Linked DNA regions of Zea mays: region 1 is linked to region 2. Evidence: chromatin contacts called from public Hi-C data. All regions are on one chromosome and are shown on one strand. The core of a region is the stretch at or near the end of the contact, and the rest is flanking DNA. Distances in the headings are between cores, read along the strand shown. Region 1 holds the start of LOC732753 (cystatin 4). Region 2 holds the start of LOC100192752 (titan9).

What was found. A called contact is a pair of places that touch in the nucleus more often than the background predicts.
Region 1: a Hi-C map of ear shows a contact between it and region 2, with 1.6 times the contacts expected there. The contact joins the promoter of LOC732753 here to the promoter of LOC100192752 in region 2. A contact is called at or near these places in 2 of 25 Hi-C or Micro-C datasets (ear and tassel).

What each region holds. Positions count from the first base shown.
Region 1 is chr8:3,655,734-3,660,806 of Zm-B73-REFERENCE-NAM-5.0, reverse strand. It overlaps LOC732753 (cystatin 4), which reads right to left and starts at 1,253. Exons shown (of 4, transcript NM_001308502.1): 1 at 947-1,253; 2 at 594-813. The coding sequence starts at 1,162.
Region 2 is chr8:3,508,440-3,512,804 of Zm-B73-REFERENCE-NAM-5.0, reverse strand. It overlaps LOC100192752 (titan9), which reads left to right and starts at 1,252. Exons shown (of 8, transcript NM_001137950.1): 1 at 1,252-1,335; 2 at 1,441-1,507; 3 at 1,625-1,682; 4 at 1,811-1,869. The coding sequence starts at 1,288. LOC111590076 (U2 spliceosomal RNA) reads right to left here and starts at 3,871; the gene lies at 3,681-3,871.

The sequences.
Region 1 (5,073 bases), core at 4-2,503, 150 kb before region 2:
GGCTGTAACTAGTAGTAATGCTAAGACGAGCGTCCACATATGTTTGCAAACTAGGTCTTCCAAAAGATGATTTCAACCCGCTCCAGCAAGAGTTTCAGGCCCACTATGTGCTTGAAGGGAACTTATCATCATTTCTGCATTTAGCAAGGATGACTTGTGCCAATAGATTTTTCAGCGAATCAACTAATGACCTAATAAACCCTAAGAAGATACATCGGATGCTATCATGCTAATGCCATTTCCCTTCTTGTTTCGCAATGGTTACCCCCATCACAACTTTCCACAATTAATCAAAATAATGAAGTAATAAAGATCACACCGGTTACTGTTGTCTACTTATAATCCATTGAGATCTACAATTCAAACGAACACTCACCATTTTCCAAACTAGATCAGCACATACCCTCTTACTACTCTTGAGGATTTGCTTCCTCCATCCAAAAGAAATAATTGCACATGTCAAACAATCCGCACTAAGGCATTTCTACAAACACGCTACTGCACAGGCCACCCAGGCTCCAGCCCTTGTACTCGCTATGCAGACGCATCAACAGTGGTAGCAATGTCTCCATCTCATAAGCGGGAGCACGAACCTTGCTTGGCGCCGAGGTCGGCGTTGGTGAAGGCGGTGGCGTCCCCCTTGTGGCTGAATTCCTGGAGCTCCTTGAAGTCGAGCCATGGCTTGACCCAGACCTTGGCCTCGTAGAGCTTCTTCCTCCCGGCCTCGACGGCCTCGAGCGTGAGGTGGTGCAGCGTGCCGGCCACCACCTGCTCCTTGGCCTCCACCACGCGCACGAACTCCAGCAGCGCGTTCTGAAGCCAGGCGCACAGATGTGCATCGACAGAACCGTCCCCCCCAGATCAGCACAGGAATTCAAACGAATCACGGAGCACCCGGAGGGAGACCGATCGAGAAGCAACGGAAGGCCAGGGAGAGGCCGCTGACCTCGCGCCTGTTGTGCTCATCGACGGCGAAGCGGCCGAGCCCGTCGGACTCGGCGCTGTTGGCCGCGGCTGGGTTCTCCTTCACGCCGCCGAGGACGTGGCCGGCCATGGCTGCTCCTCCGATCGCGAGGGACGCGCAACCGAGGAGTAACAGGAGGAGCAGGAAGGCGCTCGGAGGGTGAGCGGCGGCGGCGGCTCGGGTCGCGGCAACGCGCATGCTCTGGTAGTGGGGAGGAGGACTGCGAAGTCTGGCGGTTTGATTCACTTGAGATTGCTTTGGCTTTGCTTTGCTTCGTGGGAGGGGAACGGGTGGGGTCAGGCCGTCAGCGTTTTAAGCCATCAAGGGCGGTTGCGGGGACACGTGAGCGGACGCGTGGACCAGCGGAGATGCAATCTGTGCAGCGGCATTCGGCAACGGCGGTTGCTTAACTGGGAGGTAAAGCGAGACGCATCAATATTGGGTTGGGCTGGGCTTTCCTGGGTTAGGCCCGGAAGCCAGGAAATAGAGAGGGGGGGTCCAATGACATTTAGTATTCCGCATCCTGACTGACCGAGTGACTGGAAGAAGGAAGAACTTCTATAGCGGGCCCGGAGGAGGGGGAAACAGTGGGCCGTGGCTGTAAAACCGGAACGCACTGCGGGCCTTAATAAATCTTTTACCCAAATTATGTGGTTTGGGCCGTACTTCTTCTTTCGCAGTAATGAACCATCGCGCCCCATCGATGATCGAGAGCGTAGATATGTACCGATCGAATTTTATAGATAGAGAGAGATTCATCGTCGTCAATTCGTCAGCATCCGTCGCATTGGCCGAGGGTACCTCCTGCCAAAAAGAAGAAAAAAAAAAGGGTTCGCATGCGATGCTGCCGAGACCGGAGAGTACAGTACACGACGGGCACTGACGGCGCATCGGGATTGAAGCGGTCCTCCACTACCACTGCCACTCCAGATCTGCCCAAAACACCCTGACGGAGACGGACGGAGGGTATCTTTTCAACAAGTGCAAGGCGCCTCGTGCTAATTCCAAGGTGTTTTTAGGTCCTCATGTTGGCCATGACCGAGGCATCGCGCGGGTCGCCTGCGAGTGCGCTTTGCGTTGATCCAATCACAAGCAGCGGGGGCAATCATGCATGCCCCCGTCGTCCCTTCTTCTGAAAATCTGTCCAAATCTTGATCATGCTTTTCGCAAATAATGGTCGCCGGAATCTTGACCTGTGCCGAACTGCCGATGCCGTCGCAGCGATGGCAGGACAGATACACCATCAATGCTAATGCTCGAAACAACAGGACACATGCGCATGGCTGCCTGCCGGTGAGCCGACGGTCCAGCTTGTGTTCAGATCTCCCCCAAGGGACCGGCGCTACCTAGTTAAGAGCAAGTTTAATAATAAAGGCCGCAGCAAGCTTTATGCTAGTTAAGTCTACTCAACGAGTGTTTCGTTTCTATAACTAATTTTTAGTCGTTCGATTTTATTTCATTTTAGTATTTAAATTATCAAATATAGAAACTAAAACTCTATTTATTTTAGTTTCTATGTTTAATAATCTAAAGACTAAAGTAGAATAAAATGATGGAACTAAAATTTAGTCCATATAAATCAAATATCTCCTTTATATAAACTATGCATTTAATACTTGTTTCATCTCTTCATTCTATAAAATGAAATTGTCTTAGACTTGGTGACCAGCCTACTTTCAGGTGCCTGCTAGTGAGCAGCTTGTTTTTCTTTCTCTCCACATCTCTTTCTTCCACGTCACTATAAATCTGACATATCATACAATCCCCCTATATCACCTTATTATACTTGCTCTAAGCTCAATTGAGCGATACACACATCATTATCTATTATAGCAATGACTTATATTTTATTTAATTATATTAATTATTATTAGATACATATTAAATATATTTGGAGCTCTATACCCCTTGAAACTTATAAAATCTTTCATGTTCGTTAGCACATCGAGGCCCTCTAAGACCTTTCGAATGTTCGAGACCTTATAGCCCTTGGGACGTCAGGGCCCTCCGTGACTATGGGAACGTCTCGAGGCATGGTTCTTGGGACCTCGGGGGCGTTCGAGACCCTCGGGGATCATTTAGAGTATTCAGAGTTGTTGTACCATTCATTAAATATATTTTTGTCAGCGGTTTTGCTGCTGCGTTAAAATCAAGTGATTTTGATGGGACGTTTTATAAGAGATGATATGATAAGACGATCGTGTGGTTGAGAGCAATGAACTACTATCATTCTGCATAGGGAAAATCCGAATAGTTTACTCCTTACGAAAACAAAGCTTTATAAGTTGTTGATAACATGTTTTGAGGCACCATGGTGAAGCGTCCCAATCCTCTGGGACTCAAATGTGATACAATTACTAGTCCCAGGAGGCTAGTAAACACATTTATACATCAGATGATTCCAGATCTGCTTAAACGAGACAAACCTATAAAGGTGGCGAACAACTTTAAGAGTTGGTCCACAACTCGGAACATATCATCAGAGTGGGGCTGAAGCAGCCCGATATACGCAGTGAAGCAATTCAGCGGTCCAACAGCCACAGGCAAGGTTGGGAACAGTCGTAACTCTTACCCGATCTCTTTTTTCTGAAAAACAACAAATAAGCAAGGGTGAGTACAAACGTACTCAGCAGCCCACCTTCACCCGCGGAATGGGGAAATCAGATATAATGCATGGAATATGTGGAGCTCAGGATATTTTGCAGAAACACCAATATTTTATGCATAGTTGTTTTGAAAAACATTTTGTATTTTTGCAAAGCGCATCCTCTCCAAAAGGAGCAGGAAGTTTTTCAGTATTATAACAAAATCCCCTGGACTAAACCATCCAGGTATCTCAGCAGTTCCCACTGGTTTTCATTTTCAAAAATAGCTACTGGACTTCCCGTCCACCATAGCTCACGGCTCAACCGCCGAACCTTTTTTTAAAAACCACTTTTCAAAAGCATCTCTTTTTTTGGAAAACAAAACATTAATTGTCATACCATACCAGACTCGTCCATTCCTGTGGACACAGACTATTCGAATAGGTTTTCAAACTCTGCGCAGAGGTGTACACTTTACCCACCAGTTCGGCTCTGCGATCCCATGGCCAATGAGACCCGAATCCGACTCTCTTTCTTTCCCCACACGTCCTAACCTTAACGGTTATCCGGAAGGAGTCAGGCCACCACCATGTCCAAACCGGACAAAACTTTCCCCCTCCTTATCCTCCCGGTGCTCCCCAGCCTTCATAACCCTGGGGTTGGACCGTACGAGTTCAGATTGAGTGACTGCCCACACAGTCTCGAGTGGTTGTACTATTAAAGAGTACAGGTAGTGAAGATGACAAACCGGTCCTTATACGAGGGGACAATCCTTCTGCTCACGCCTAAACCAGCTGAGCCAACACCTTAGGCCCTCCCCTAAACCAGGGAGTCCCTGATTATCCCACTCACAAGGTGATAAGGGTGAAAACCCTTCATCACACACATTTTGAAAAGCATTTTCTTTTGAAAACTCACACCTGTTCTCAAATCATTTAGAACATATATATCAGGGATTGATTGCGGCAAGCGGCTGGGTGGCCATAATAACTTGTCTCAAAATCATATCATGCATAAAATAACAGGCTGAGGATTGTGGTTGAAAAAACATAGGTAATTTATGCATCAAAGGGATCCAGTGAGCTTGTCGTGCTTATTCGGCGAAGGGGGAAGGGGAGCTCGCGGAACTGGCTTCTGGCTCCACCGCCTAGCGTAGACTTGCGGATCTGGCCTCCACGAGACAGCACGAACGCTCCGATAACTATGCAACATGAATAAGCAAACATACAAACTAGCAAGTATACCAACAAATATTTAGTATAGTGGTCAGAATAGTGATACATGGATGGGTAGAGTCTTGAGTAGAATATGTGTCATGTGGTGTTGAGATACTACTAGTGGTGGAGCGGAGGTGCTTACCAGGAGGGTGGACTGGAGGCGAAGCGACACTATGCGTGTAGCCGGCAGAGCAGAGTAACTGAGTGGGTGGGGTGTTTGCCTTGGCTGAGGGTGTTGAGTGTGTGTGGAGAGGGAGAGGGTAGCTGGGTGTATTTATAGCTGGGTGTATGTGGTGTAGCACAGTGA
Region 2 (4,365 bases), core at 3-2,502:
AACAACCGTTGGGGCAGGCTACTGTCGATGGGCGCACCTGTCCGGTGCGCCGCCGGACACTGTCCGGTGTGCCAGCCACGTCACCCAACCGTTAGGGTTCTGATACAGTCGACCGTTGGAGCGCTGACTTCTGGTGGCACCAGACAGGCACTGTTCACTGCCCAGATGCGCCTCTGACCTCTGCTCTGACTTCTGCCGCGAACTGTAGCGCTGTCAGGGGTACTATGCAGTCGACCGTTGCGCCGAAGAGTCGTTGCTCCGCTGGTGCACCGGATAGTCCGGTGGCACACCGGACAGTCCGGTGAATTATAGCGGAGTGGCGCTGGAGAAATCCGAGAGTAGCGAGTTGGAGTTTGTATGGCCCTGGTGCACCAGACACTGTCCGGTGCGCCAGACCAGGGCACTCTCAAGTTTCTTGCTCTTTTGAATTTGAACCCTATCTTTTATCTTCTATTGGTTTATGTTGAACCTTTATGCACCTGTAGAACATATAATCTAGAGCAAACTAGTTAGTCCAATTATTTGTGTTAGACAATCAACCACCAAAATTATTTATAAGAAAAGGTTAACCCTATTTTCCTTTCAGATTATAATTTTTTTACAAATACTCCCTTAAAACACCACAAAAGCTCTCACATTAAACATCACTATACATATCCTAAGCCTCCACTAGACTTAACCGTCCACGATAGAGTGATGAGTGGCTCAAACGACAATACTAAATCGACGACGTGTGCTGGGTATTATACTCTATTTGGATGTTAATATTGGAGGACATGAAATTAAATTGGTTTTAATATCAAATTAGTCATGATATTAAAATAAGATGTAATTATAATTCTATTGTTTGGACATTATTGGAGTTTGGAATTGGGTTGTCTAATTTCACATAATACAGAGAGGTGATACTCTGAATTGGAGAAAGAGTTTTTAGTTAGAATCCAATACTGTGGAATTAGCTCTCTGATTCCAAATCTTAATTATATATACAACCAAATAACAGAATTCAATAAAATTAATTTTAATTCATAATTCTATACACTAATATCTACATCCAAACAGATGTTAGATACGAAGCCAACGAACCCGCGTGACGAGAGTATCACAATCGAAAAAAGGTCTTCCATCTGTTGTCTCGTTCTCTCTTTCCGCACGACCGCACCGTGTGAGTTCAAAAAACTTACCCCCAAAAACTGTCCTCCCTTGGTTCCTTCCCGCTCTCCAGCCAAAGTCGCCGCTCCCGCTCGGACACGCGTCTAGAAGCTTCTGGATCCGTCCCTGACGCCGATGGAGCAGCTCGACTACAAGTTCCACGAGAAGTACACTGCTCTGAAGGTACTGCGGGCACGTCCGCTTCTTCCCCATCCCGTTTCTATGGCCGCGCGCGGTGGGTTGACACTGCAATTATTGATTTCCGCTTAATCTATTGCCGTGCCGTAGAAGCGGAAGCTACTGGACGAGGGGCTGGAGCGGAAGCGGGAGGCGGAACTCAATGAGCTTTACGATGGTATAACCGGCCGAACCTATCTCCGGGCTGGGCTATGGGATTGGGAAGTAGGGTTTTGGGCGAAGCGCTTGTTCTTTTCCCCTGCTTTGATTTTTTCCTTTTATTTTGATGACGCAGCCATGAAAGATTGGGTCAGCGAACTCAGGAAAGACAATGCGGAACTCAACGAGAAGCTGTAAGATGAGAATTCTTATGCTTCTCCGTGGGTTAGGGTTTCGTTTTTTTTGGGGGGGGGGGGTGGTGTGGAATTGGTGCCTATATAGTTGATTATATCCCTTTTTTGGGCTAATTTGATGATTCCAGGGTGGAGAAGCAGGATGAGCTCGAGAAGGCCCGTCAGGAATTCCTTGAAGATATTCGTAGTAAGATTATTTATCAAATCTCAAAGTTACCTTCTGTCTAGTCATGAAAAGTAGTTTTCTTTGGTCTGAATCTTATTATCCGTGATCATGTTTATTCAAATTTCGGTCTAACTTGCCATGAAAAGTAGACATGAGTTGGGTTAATCCTTCACCTTAATTCTATGGCACATTTATGTTTATGACCACCACAAAGGACAATGTGTCACTAACTCTTAAGAATGTTACTGAGTAATGGCTATAAAATCCCTGTTAAATGGCATGCTACAATCATCTAGTGGTTGTTTAGATCTATAAAATAAAGATCAGTTTGGTAAGAACATGTTTTTATCAGAAATTTAAGGAAAAACTAGTTTTAAGTTGCTAGACCATTAATCTAGGTTTACATAACATAACATAACATGTTATTTGGATTAATATGTAGGAAACTAAACTGAGGTTTGGTAATCTCTCCATTGCCCATTACTTCACCCTTGCATAGTTGTTCCTTCTACTCTTCATTGTACAGCACGGGAGCCCCTGAATCAATCATCTTACTGCTTCCTTTCTGTAGCTCACATCCATGGATGCCTCTTCATTCCTAATCTCAGGAAATGGATAGGGTATCCAGCAGCAGCACCAATGACCCGCCAGAGCACAAATGACCATAGCACCCTGGCTAAGCAATAACCATTGTCATCTTGCTGAACTTTCTCCGGCATCTTGCTGAGCACATGAAGCCCGCTGAACTTCCTCTCCGTCTCAGTCATCCGTTTCTCCAGCATATTTGATGAGCATCCAAGTGGACGGCAACATCCTGAGTATCTCCCCTTCCTGGCCATCGCCCATCACGCTCACACAGCATCATCTCCCTCTCATCAATGCGTATGAGTACCATAGCACCAAGCTGTTTGCTGTCCTGGCTGTTGTCGTCATCATCGTGCTCTTAATCATCACCTTCTGGCAAAGCATCCAGCGTGGTTGTTTCTTTGCTGGTGACAAGCTCTAGCCCCTGTGACTTTTTGGCTGAAGCTGTTGTACCTGTCAGTGTTCAGTGAAGTTGCCAGGTTGTTGAGAATGATGACATCTGAAACACACTAAACGGAAAAACTGGAGTTTAGAGAAAACTACTGTTGCTCACCCTCAAGTTAGTTACATCAAAAAATCAGAGAAATGGACAAACAGGTTTATTGGGATCCTTTTTTTTACAAAACTAGAGATCCAAACAATGCCTTGATGTCTTCAACATCATTGCAGAACAATTAAACAAGGAAATATTTCAATAACTGTGCCCTTGCTTTCCTTGTTGGACAAATACTTCAAACAGGGGATACTGGCTAGAATTGTGATTTAGAGCAAGTATATACTTATACTAATTCGAGTACTGTCTATAAAATTGCCACAGTGATTTGTGTTTCAAAAAGTTCAGGTCAGAGAGGACAACCTTATTGCTTTGTGTACACCAATGGACATCTAAGTTTGATGAATATCAAATTTACTGCTTTGCTGTACTTGATTGCTGGTTGTAGCTTATTAGCATATCTGCATATGATAAATCAAGAATATTTTATTCTGCGAACATTTACCAAAACCAAACTGTTTTGTATTGTTTGCAATATAGTCAAACAACTGGCCAATTATGCATTCATAATTTTTTCGAGTAATAGTTGGGAGGCCATTGAAATGGTACCTCTACTAATGTTCACCTGTGTCTTTCTGGTATGGTCCGAAATATGTTTTGACACTATTACTGAACAGTGCTACATTACCAAGAACTAGAATAATATCTGTGCGTTGCGACAGTACACAATCATATTTTCATGATATTGGTTGCGAAGGGTGAGCCCGTACCTGCAATGCAATCAATGGTTGAACGAAGTAAATCAGTCATATGGACCCTCCCCTAAAAAAATACCAATTATAAATAAATTTAATATCAAAGTGAGCATATTGTCTATAGATCAGATGTTAAATTGATAAGAATAAATATTACATTTTATTTTAGCCAAAAGACCGAGAAAGATATGAGTTGAAAAATAAACCCAATCCCTATTTTTATAGAGCTCTCTGTAGCTCGTCCTCTTTCAGCTAACAGGGTGTAGCTTCCTGTTGTATTGGGCTTAGTGGCTTCTTACGATCTTCGATCTATATATGGTGTAACGGCCTTGATGATTTATAACTCAAGACATTGATTCCATATAAACGCACGGTATGACTGCCGGTTAAAGACCCACAACATCTTCCACTGAACCTATGTTCTTTTATTTTCTCTTAGACACACGCATTAAACACAAAATTCATGGATCGTAAAGATGCCTCTAGCTATTGCACAATAATCTGATAGAGAAGAAAATATGCCTCAATAATTGTCAAACAGAGGCCATGCAGAGATTCATGATGTAGCATGCATGAGCCATGCATGAGTTGAGCGGTACCCAATATCGTCTTGCGTGCAACAAATGAGCTAATGAACCAAATGTCTCGAACAATAGCTGTCCGTGCTTTGCATCGGAAGGCCAC